Linked DNA regions of Mus musculus: region 2 is linked to region 1. The links are chromatin contacts, called in public promoter capture Hi-C maps. All regions are on one chromosome and are shown on one strand. The core of a region is the stretch at or near the end of the contact, and the rest is flanking DNA. Distances in the headings are between cores, read along the strand shown.

Region 1 (5,665 bases), core at 946-3,445:
AGAAAGAAAGAGAGAGAATGAGAACACTCAGGAAAATAATCACAGAAGATTCACAACCTGGACTGGGTATGAAACCGAGGAGAGGTAACCAGCCAGGCCGCAGACATAGAATAGTATAAATGAGACATATAAGATACTAACTAGTCAGGGGACAAGCCCTGCTTAAGACCTAGGCATTTATTCATGAATAATAAGCCTCCCAAGTCATTACACAGGAACAGGGCCATAAATGGAAAAGCTCACTTATATTTAATGTTCTTCCAGAGGACCTGAGTTCAGTATCAGTGTCAGGGAGTCTACAACCACTGATTAACCTTAGCACTGGGGGATACAGTATCCTCTTCTGGCCTCCATAGGTGTGTACATGTACACATATTCATTCATTCACACACACACACACTCTCTCTCACTCTCTCTCTCTCAGACAGACAGATAGACACACACACAAATAAGCAGCAATATCAAATGCTACAGAATGAATGAAGAGGTAATGACAATAAACCTATGAATTTGTTGACAGTGACTTCAGGGAACTTTAAAATGTTTGTTGAGAGCTAGAATACCATTCATGTTTTAGTCTCTAACTGAGCTCCCCAAAAAGAAATCTGAATTAGGGAAGTTACTCAGGTAGGGCTAGTCTAGTAAATAAATCAATGAGAGAAGAGATGTTGAAGTAAAGACAGAAAGAAGCACATGGTAATACTAAATGTGTTGTGTTTCGTGTTTGGTGTTAGGAATGGCCTGTAAGTGCCTTGTGGCAAGAAATTGTTAGAAGGTTCTAAAAGCTGAGAGCAGCCACCTGCAAGACACAGGAGAGAACATGGACTTTAGTGCAACACCTGAAGGGGCTGGATTTAGCTAATTATGAATTTGGAGGAAGTAAAAAGTACTATCTACAAATGAGAATCAAAGCACAGCTAATACTTCTCAACAAAGCCTTGCATGACTCTAAGCTGAGACTCCACAACACTAATGTCCAGACTACTACAAAAACTGGAAGATAATCAATGAGGGTGTAGTTACAGGCTGCTTAATGTGTGCTGTTGGATAAATACCAACAGAAAACTAATACGGGGCTCACTTCCCTATGCAAGAGGCTGAAGGACAAACAGTAAAGCAAAAATAAAGAACAAAACTGCTTAACTTCAATCATCTCAGGATGACCCTGTCTCGAAACTTTATCCAATTACTGCTCAAGTTGCAGCATGTTCCTCATAACCTTTCAAGTGTTAGTTTTCTAAAACTTCTGAGTAATGGAAATGGGGTTTTTATTTTCAACTGTAGAAAGTTATACTGACAGTTATGAAAAATTAAAGAGAGACAAAACAGGGCGCCTAAGATACCTGAATGTCAGACATGGTTCCAGTGCTTAGAGACACTGATCCCCAAGCTAATCTCAGAAATAAGCACAAGGTCATGACTTCTGTCCTCCTTCAGCACCAGAAGTTTAAGCTCGAGAAATGAAAAATCTTTCACCTTTTACTATAAGACTAGCTCAAAGGCGCTCTCGGCTACGGAAACAAAAGGAACCCACTCCCAGATTAACAGCAACTTTGACCCCTAGGCTCTCCACCAGTCCAGGAACCTGCTTATTAAAGATGCAACAAGCCCTGAGAAGCAATCCCTGCTGGGAACTGTAGTTCTCCCGCGCCGACCTTCACGATTGGAAACCTATCACGTGCCCAACCGGCGGCCCAGACGCCAGCAGCCAGGATTGGTCCGAGACTGAGATAAGGAGGTACTGATTGGATACCAGGTCCCTGAAGCCACGCCTCAGCGGCACACCCGCCTCCCCGCGCTCCACACCCCAGCCCGCTTCTTCAGCAATAACCCTCGAGTCATTCCAGTCCAGCGGCCGCCCTAGAGGACTGCCTCGGTTCCCCGCACTAGGGGTGGCTCTGCCTGGGGGGGGTGCGCATCATGGATGCCTCTCACGTTGTCCGTTGGCAGTCCGCAGTCAGCGTGACCACGCGCCCCTTCGGAGAGACCCCACGCTCACCTGGGCCGCGACGGTCACGCCGGATAACTGACAGGCCCGCAGCATTTCTGCCGAAGCGACAGCGCTGCTGGTGGACGCGGGAACGACCGCGGCCGCACGAGAGGAGGGCGTGCGTGCTGGTGTGCGTGCCCGCGTCTGTACAGCCTAGCTGCGTCCGGCGCACCGGAAGGGCCACCGGCACCACTGCGCACGCGCCGCCTCCTCCCCTGCTACAGCCGAGGCGGCTCCCTGAGGGTGGGACTCACCCCGGCTGCGAAAAGGGGAGTAAAGCGGTGATTGGCGACTAGGAGGCGGAAGGGCAGGTTCTCCTTCCGGGTCGCGCTTGGGCGCTAGTTTGTCTGCAGATGACCGGGTTACTAGGTGAACTGGCCGGAGAGTGCTGTGTAAAGTTCGACTGTGACTCTTAGAATTAAAGCGTTGGTGAATTAAATTAGAATTAGACTCTTAGAATTAAAGGGATGGGGAGGTGGATCCGGTAGGGACGCCTGCTCCCAGTCCTGACGACCTGAAATTTGCGACCTCTCTGGTGGCAATAGAATCGATTCCAATTAGTTGTCCGCTGACTTCTTTATGGAGCTGAGGCACACGTATGCCTACAGGGTTTTTTTTTTTTTTTTGGTTTTTTTTTTTTTTTTTTTTTTTTTTTTTTCTTTTCCAAAGGGTTGCTGAAGAATAAGCGAATGTGCTGAAGGCATCCTGGGGCAGAATGTGTTTCCGGTGTCTTTAAATAGTAGAGAACGGATAGGAACCCAAATTCTAAGTTCAGGTTTTTACTTAAGTCACACCGCTTTTTTTTTTTTTTTTTTTTTTTTTTTGCCACTTTTATTTTATAAAGATGATTTCGGTCGCAGTTTTGGGGACGGTTTGGAAGACTCTTCCAAGCGTTCTGAGTTTAACAATGTGTTAAAAATTGACTGTCGTTAATATTCTATGTAAATTCCACTATGATTATGTGGTTCTCTTACCATAATAACATAGAAAAATAATTTTCAAAATCTGTTGGAGGCTGGACCTAGTCGTGCATGCTTTTAATCCCAGCGCTAGAGAGGTAGAGGTAGGCAGATATCTTTTGAGTTCAAGGCCAGCTTGATCTACAGAGTTCCAGGACAGCCAGCTGAATATATTGAGACCCTGTCTTGAAAACCACAAAACAACAAATCTGTTTGCAAAATACTTACAAGCCATAAGTAGGTGATTTGTTATGATACGATACAGATAAAAAAAAGCTGCACTTTTATTTTCATTTATAAAATAAATGAAGTCCAGTGTTGTGGTCACACTGTAAATGACAGCACTTGGGAGGCTGTTGCAGGATTGGACTACATAAATTTCAAACAAAAAACAGGAAAGATTTGAAAAATATCAAAAATGTGTTTATGTTCTATATTATCTACGTTCTATACATGCCAAGCTTTTCAGAGCACTTCAGTAATGTACTTGTCGATCTTTGTCATGTCATCATTCGACAGCCTCCAGTCCTCCCATTTTCTTAGTAAATCTAGCAGTCTGGCTCCATCCCTGTTCACCGCTGCTCTGGTTCTTGCCAGCGTGATAACGTCTCGCACACTGTTGACCCGGGGCTGCTTTTGTACTACACTTCGGACCTTGTACTACAGACAGTCTCCTTGGCTTTAAGATCTCATTCTTCAGGGCTGGAGAAATGGTTCAATGTCTAAGAGCATATATTATTCTTGTAGAGGACCCAGATTCAGTTCACAGCCCCAATATCAGGCAGCTTACAACTTCCTATAAATTATCAGAGAGCCCTCCAGATACAGACACAGACATGATTTATAAAAATAAATCTTAAGCCGGGCATTGGTGGCGCATGCCTTTAATCCCAGCACTTGGGAGGCAGAGGAAGGCGGATTTCTGAGTTCGAGGCCAGCCTGGTCTACAAAGTGAGTTCCAGGACAGTGAAGGCTACACAGAGAAACCCTGTCTTGGAAAACAAAAACAGCAAAGCTGGATCTGGGTGCAGGTGTGCAGGGCATCTGAGTTCGGTTCCCAGCACCCACCTCAGGCAGCTCATAACCTTTAACTGCAGCCCCAGGAGATTCTGCGGTACCTTCACTAATGTGTTGTATATAGTTTGAGAAAGAAAGATCTTTTAAAAGATCTTTATGGATCTGGAGAGGGCATTGGCCACTCCCTCAGAGACCAAGGTTGAGTGTCCTGTGTACAACACACCACGACCACCCCCCACACCATGGCTTGCAAACATCTGTAACTCCAGTTCCAGGTGATCCAGTGCCCTGTTTTGACCTCTGTAGTCTATGCATGCACATGGTGCAGATACATGTGCAGGCAAAACACCCATTCAAAAAAATAAATCTTTTTTTATTTAAACAAATTTTATTAGATATTTTCTTCATTTACAATTCAAATGTCCCAAAAGTCCCTTATACCCTCCCCACCCCGCTCCCTAGCCCCCCCCCCGAAAAGGTTAAATCTTAAAAAAAAAGAAAGAAAGAAAGAAAGAAAGATAGTTGTGATGGCACTTGTTTGTAACTCTTTTGCTTGGAAATTAAGACAGATCCCTGGGCATCCAGTCTACAGTCTGTGAACTTGAGAATATTTGAGAAACCTTGCCTTAAAAAAGGAGAGGGAATAGAAATGGCTCATTAGGTAAGAGCTGTGATGGCTAATTTTTATCAACTTGACACAAAGTAGAGTCACCTGGGAAGAGTGAAACTCAATTGAGTAATTACTTCTATCAGACTGACCTGTTGGCATGTCTGGGGGGGGCATTCTCTCTCTTTTTTTAAATGTTTGTTTGTTTATTTATTTATTTATTTATTTTAATGTATGTGAGTACACTGTAGCTGTTTTCAGACACACCAGAAGGTGGCATCAGATCTCATCTCACAACAGATGGTTGTGAGCCACCATGTGGTTGCTGGGAATTGAACTCAGGACCTCTGGAAGAGCAGTCAGTGCTCTTAACCACTGAGCCATCTCTCCAGCCCCCCATTCTCTTTACTAATGATTAATGTGGCAAGGCTCAGCCCATTACAGATGGTGCCACCTCTGGACAGGTGGTCTTTGGTTGTATGAGAAAGAAAGATAAGGGGGATGAGGGGAGATGCAGAATTGCTCAGTGTCAAGAGCATGTACTAGGCTGGAGAGATGGCTCAGAGGTTAAGATCACTGACTGCTCTTCCAGAGGTCCTGAGTTCAATTCCCAGCAACCACATGGGGGTTCACAACCATCTGTAATGGAATGTGATGCCCCCTTCTGTGCGTCTAGAGACACTGACAGTTTACTCATAGGCATAAAATGAACAAATAAATCTTAAAAAAAAAAAAAAAGAGCATGTACTGCTCTTGCAGAAGTCCAGAGTTCAATTCCAAGCACCCACATCAAGCACCCACATGAGGTTGCTCAAAACGGCCTGTAACTCCAGCTCCAGAAGTACCCAGTCAGTACCTCGGACCTCCTGTGCACATGGGCACTCCCATGCACATACCCACACATAGACACATACTCATGTATGTAATTTAAAATAATGAAGAAAATAAACTAAGTAAGCCAGTAAGCATCATCCCTTTGTGGTCTCTGCTTTAGTTCGGATCTCCAGATCTCTGTCTTGAGTTCTTGCCCTGCCCTGACTTTCCTCAATGATCTATCATAACATGGATTTATTAAGCCAAATAAATCCTTTC
Region 2 (5,665 bases), core at 981-3,480, 450 kb before region 1:
GTGGATTTCTGAGTTCGAGACCAGCCTGTTCTACAAAGTGAGTTCCAGGACAGCCAGGGCTACACAGAGAAACCCTGTCTCGAAAAGCCAAAAAAAGAAAAAATTAATTTTTCTAAATATATTCCACAATTAGACAAATAAGCAATTCTATGTGGGATGGTGGAATCAGAACCCATGTAACAATCTACCTGCTCCGTAAGATCGGATGCCAGGCACTGGTATAAGCTCATGATTTTACACACAGCGATGGTCAGACATAAGCACTCCACAGCACAGGGTGTAACCGAATCTATGACTAGAAATGTTGGAACAAAAAATTCCAGAAAGTTCCATATGGTAAGACTTTAGACAGTGAGAACTTGTCCCAAACAAAACAAGACTTGGATTTGTCACTTGATGTGTAGGCACCTCCGGATGGAGCCTCCACCCACCTCCTGCACCCTCAGTGTCTCTCCAGGGCGTGGAAGCATGGCTTGCCTTGTGTCTCATGTCTGTGTGTATAGCCAGACCCACGGAAGAGATCCACAAGGATACCGAACACAGATTTTCTTTTTTTCCAGATTTTTAAATTCCTAAAAATTTCCAGATTCTTATTAATTCCTAAAAACATAAAATTTTGTTTTTATTTCAAAATTTTGTGTGTGTGGGTGTTTGACTCAGATGACTGTCTGCATCATGTGTGTCCTTGAGAAGGTTGGAAGAGGGTGTTCGGTTGTGACAGCATAAAGATTCCTCCATCTTGTCTCATCTGGAGCCATCTTTGATTTAATCTGAAACTGACCCCTTTTCTACACTCATGTGGAATGTCCCATGGGAAATTACCCAGCCCTGTTCTAGAAACTTGGGTAGAAATATCCCAAGATATTTCATGCTAGAACTGCATGTTTTTGCCTTCTATTAAACTGCTCTCTCTCTCTCTCTCTCTCTCTCTCTCCCTCTTCCTCTCTCCCTCTCTCTTTATCCATCCATCCATCCATCCATCCATTCATCCATCCATCCATCCATCCATCTATTCATCCACCCATCTACCCATCCATCCAGTCCAAGTTGACCTTAAACTGACTACAAGGGAGAGTTACTACACTAGGTTATGTGGTGCTGGGGCTGGAGCCCATGGCTTTGCACATCCAGGAGGCACTTTATTAACTGAGCCACATCTCAGAGCACTGGTACCATCTTATATTATGAATCTGTGTATGTATCAGTTTTGATATCTATGGGGTATCCTGGAACTGGGCCCAAAAGATAGCCAAGGATGGCTTTATACACTTCCTAGTTGAGTTTTCTTTGACAGACACTAGAATCAAAGACATCTCAGTACTATGAGATCTTTCTTTTTCAGACAAGGCCTTGTGTAGCCTAAGCTGACCTTGACCTCACTATATAACCAAGGATGACCTTGAACCTTTAACCCACTGTCTCTACCTCCCAAGTGCTAAGGTTTTAGTCGAGTACTACCACCATAGTTTCATGCAGTGTTGAGGATCAAACCTAGCTTCATGCACACTAGGCAAGCACTCTATCAACTGAACCACATCCCAATGAAATATGTTTTTAAATTATATACACTGGGATGGAGAGATGGCTCAGTGGTTAAGAGCAATGATTGCTTTCCCAGGAGACCCAAGTTCAATTGCCAGCACCCACATGGCAGCAGCTCACAACTGTCTGTATTTCCAGATCTAAACAGATATACATGTAGGCAAAATATCAATGCACATAAAATAAAAATAAATTAAAAACCTTAAATTAAAAAATATATTTATTATATTTATTTGTGTGTGTGTGTGTGTGTGTGTACTCACAAGCATGAATGCGCCACAGTTCATGGATGTCAGAGGACAACTTGTGAGAGTTGTTAGATTTGGAGGTTTGGTGGCAAGTGTCTTTATCTGCTGAGCCTCTTTGCCAATCCCCCATGAAAACTTGATCTCAAATATCATTCTTTCTGTTTGAGACAGAATCACACACAGTTTGATCATCATAGGTTTCTGCTGATCAAGTCTGGGAGAATTAGAGTTACAAATAATTAACAACTGTAGCAGATAATGATTTGGAATCAGACTAGTATCGGTTTCCCCACACTGGCATATGCAAAGAGTTGAATAAGCCAACAAAGGAAGAAGGATACTCTTTCTTCCCTAGAAGTCTACCTGGTCAAGGGAAAAGGAACACTGAAAATAGAAAACCCAGCTTTTGGCTACTGCAATGTGGTGTGATGTAATGTAGAGTGATGTAGTGCAATGTAATGTAATGGTTAGAGGCTCATTCCTGGAGCTGAAAGTAGTGGTGGGGATAGTACAGACGAAAGACATTGCACATTCTCAAAATGCCTCTTCACACAACATGTTACTTTCAAAGGAGAAACAGGGACTTTGCTTGCAACCCATCCCTTGGGCGCCACCTAATCCAAGTACTTATCTCTCTGTCATCAGGAGCTGAGGCAGCTGCCTGCCCCCGTGCTGGGATGACTGAGGACACAATGTCTCCTCAGTAGTGTTCTTGCCCAACGTACAGACCTACAATCTAATCGTGAAAAATACCAGACACACCTCACATTTGCAAAATATGAGGAGCGTTCTGCAAAGTAACTGGCCATTGCTCTTCAAAAATGTCACAATCATGACAGGCGGGAGTGAAGAAACTGTCTCAGATCACTGGAGGCTACAGAGACAAGCCAGCGCCAGCTGAGATCCTGGGTTGGAAAAAGAACATCAGTGTGACAATTGATGCACTGTAATTAGTATCTGGAGCTAAGTTAACAGTGTTCTACTCCTTTTTCATACTTCAGTTTTGCTGATTAAGCTGTGTCTATATAAGATGTTAGCGTTGAGGGCTGGGGCTTAGGGGCTGAACCTGGCTTGCCCAAGTCTCTAGGTACAATCTCTAGCACAAGGAGAAACATCGTTAACATTTGGGAAAGTGGTCCTGCTGGGGCCCAGGGCTCTTCCACTGAACTACAACCGCAGCACCTCACCCCATGTATTTCTGATTTTTTAAAAGGTTGTTTCTTTTCACATTTATTTTCTTTTCTGTGTAGGGTGTTTTGTTTGCATATAATTCTGTGCACCATGTGTGTGCAGTGCTCTTAAATCTCCCGAAACTGGGGTTAAAAGATGGCTGTGAGCCATTCTGTCGGTGCTGGGAATTGAACCCAGGACCTCTGGAAGAGCAGCCAGTGCTCTCAACCATTGAACCAGCCCCATGTGTGATGTCTTTTAATGTTTGTAATTATTGAAAATGGAAAAATATTAAGAGCAAGCATACATATAGATGTCCTTTAAAAGATACTGTGTGAAGCTGGGGTTGTAGCTCAGTCGGTAAAGTGCTTGCCCTCGAGCCGTAGGTGTAATCGGGAGTTCACAGACCTGGGCGTGGCAGCACATGCCTGATATCCCAGCACTCAGGAGGCGAAGGAAGTATCAGAAGCTCAAGATTATCTTAAAATAAAACCCCAAACCAAACCAAATATTACAATAACAATAACAAAAGACCACACCAGAATAGTGTGTGTGTGCGCATATGTGTGTGTGTGTGTGGGGGGGGGCATAATTACAAAGTAAGCTATGTCTTAATTACTGAAGCTCAGACCCCTTAAACATCAGTTTAGAGTTTCTACTCTTCTCTCCCATCTTCATAGCTAATGAAAAACACCTAATGTTGACCTTTATCACAACTCAAGGTAGAAAAGAGGGAAATATTTGGTTATGCACTCGGTAAGTCAGATAATGAAGGCCCATTTGATCTTTGGACTGAAGAGCAGAACACACATTATGTGGATTAAATTTGTCCTAGTTCTGGAATCTTCTGACCATAATAGAAAAAAAAGAAGAAGAAGAAGAAGAAGAAGCAGCAGCAGCAGCAGCAGCTCTGGCTTCTATTTCTACTTTTCGGGGATCTGAAAAGCCTGGTCTTAAGGGCCACAGGCATTAACTTCCTGTTGTCACAGGCTGGTCCCCCAGTGCTATCGTTCCAGGGACTAGTGTCCATAGCTCTCGATCAGGCTATGTCAGCTAACAGGGGTCCTACTGCTTTAGTGGCTAACTAGCCCTTTTAGACAGAGGGAATCACCAAGGAACTCTCTGGCTTCCAAATCCTGCAGTTTAAGTTAGGCACAGGCTCTGACCACAAATAGCTGCTTCCAGAGTCTGGGTTTGAGATGACAAGAATCAGAACAAGGTGCTGGACTGAGCTGGGGGCACTGAGAGGCAGTCCCCGAGTCTGTCTGTCTGTCTGTCTGTCTGTCTGTCTCTATTTTCACCTCTGTCTCTCTGTCTGTCTTTGTCTCTCTGTCTGTCTCTGTCTCTTTCTGTGCATGTGCTAAAGTTTGGACCCCTAGCCTTGTACATGCTAGGCAAGTATACTACCACCAAGCTTCATCTCCAGTCCTGTTCCCCACTTAGAGTTTGGTACAAATATTCACTGAAACCTGGAGTAGAGCCGTGCTCTGGAGGCCATTCCTCCCTAGGTTTCTATTTCCAGAGCTGCAGATGTCCTTGGAGGGCACTGGCACCTGTGCCCCTGCATCCTGCTCACCTAAGCAAGTTGTTTTAGGTTGGAGGTTCTCTTCTTCCCTCCTTCCTTCTCTCCTTCCCTTCTTCCCTTTCTTTCTTCCTTTGACTGGGTCTCGTGTATCTCAGGCTTCAAGCTCACTATGTAGCTGAGGCTGACCTTGAACCTCTGACTCTCTTGCCTCCACTTCCTGAGTGCTAAGATTGTAGGCTTGTACCACCGTGCCCAGCCTACTTGGAGATTCCAACTTAATGATATTTCCCCCTTCTAGACAAAGTCAATCCTGGGGCACCTGAGACCCCCTCTTGCTGCTGTGATGTACCCCACTTGATCCCTGAGAGGAAACAAGTCCTAAGAAAGTATAGAATAGAAACATGAACAGAGACAAACCTCAAGGACAATGTCTGAGAGTTCTTACACACACACACACACACACACACACACACACACACACACACACACACACACACACACCCTTAGTACTTAGAAGTACATAGGATAGGCACCAGGGACCGGCCCAGGAATCCCATCCTGGCTGAGTGACTCTAAACTGGAGCCTGCTTTCTCGGGACTTTGGTGATCTGAACCCTGAAAGAGATGGAAGCTGAGGAGTTCTTTCTGGGCTTTCTGCTTCTGGCTGGCTCCTCCATTTTGTGGCACCAGGAGCCCTCTGACAGAGGCAGAAGGAAGCCAGGCCCATTTCTGGAGGACTTGAAGGTGTTTGCTCTTGGCTGTGGCTCTAGGGAGAAATTGTCTTTTCACTGTCTGCAATTAGGGCTGAGTCAGACATGAACTAGCCATGTGTTAAAATAAGCGCCGGTGTTTCTGAGAAGGGAAGTCCCAGAGCCGGCCAGGCCGGGATTAGCTGCTGATAAGGGGCCTGGCATTGTTCTATCCGTCCCCTGAGACCCACACCACATCCTAGAAGAGAAGCCAGGTCCCTTGGCTGGGACAGTTGTGGGCAGAGCTGGAAGGCTTGTCCTGCAGGCCATCTGTGGCTGTGGCTGCGGCTGTGCGGAGTCAGGGCAGCACAATGGTCAGGCATAGAACTTACCCTGGGTGCAACTTTGCTGTTGTAGCCTGGGCCCTGTCTTGTCACGTAGACAATTCTTACTCCTAGACCAGCATAGAGGCAAGTGGAGACCATGAGTCA

The links. Promoter capture Hi-C pulls out the DNA fragments that hold promoters and counts their contacts.
Region 2: a promoter capture Hi-C map of erythroid cells shows a contact between it and region 1, with 2.3 times the contacts expected there. The contact joins the enhancer-like site here to the promoter of Immt in region 1. A contact is called at or near these places in 1 of 39 promoter capture datasets (erythroid cells), 1 of 484 Hi-C or Micro-C datasets (bone marrow-derived macrophages), 2 of 115 datasets of contacts at active chromatin or transcription factors (astrocytes and bone marrow-derived macrophages) and 1 of 9 other capture datasets (liver).

What each region holds. Positions count from the first base shown.
Region 1 is chr6:71,827,850-71,833,514 of GRCm38.p6, reverse strand. It overlaps Immt (inner membrane protein, mitochondrial), which reads right to left and starts at 2,195. Exons shown (of 15, transcript NM_001253681.1): 1 at 2,000-2,195. The coding sequence starts at 2,044.
Region 2 is chr6:72,277,411-72,283,075 of GRCm38.p6, reverse strand. No RefSeq gene overlaps it. Among named protein-coding and RNA genes, the nearest start is that of Sftpb, 24 kb to the left of the region's middle. Within about 2 kb of position 2,230, at least 31 of the 459 cell types and tissues checked have an H3K27ac peak or open chromatin away from gene starts, as enhancers often do. A contact at or near this core is called in erythroid cells, where this site is marked.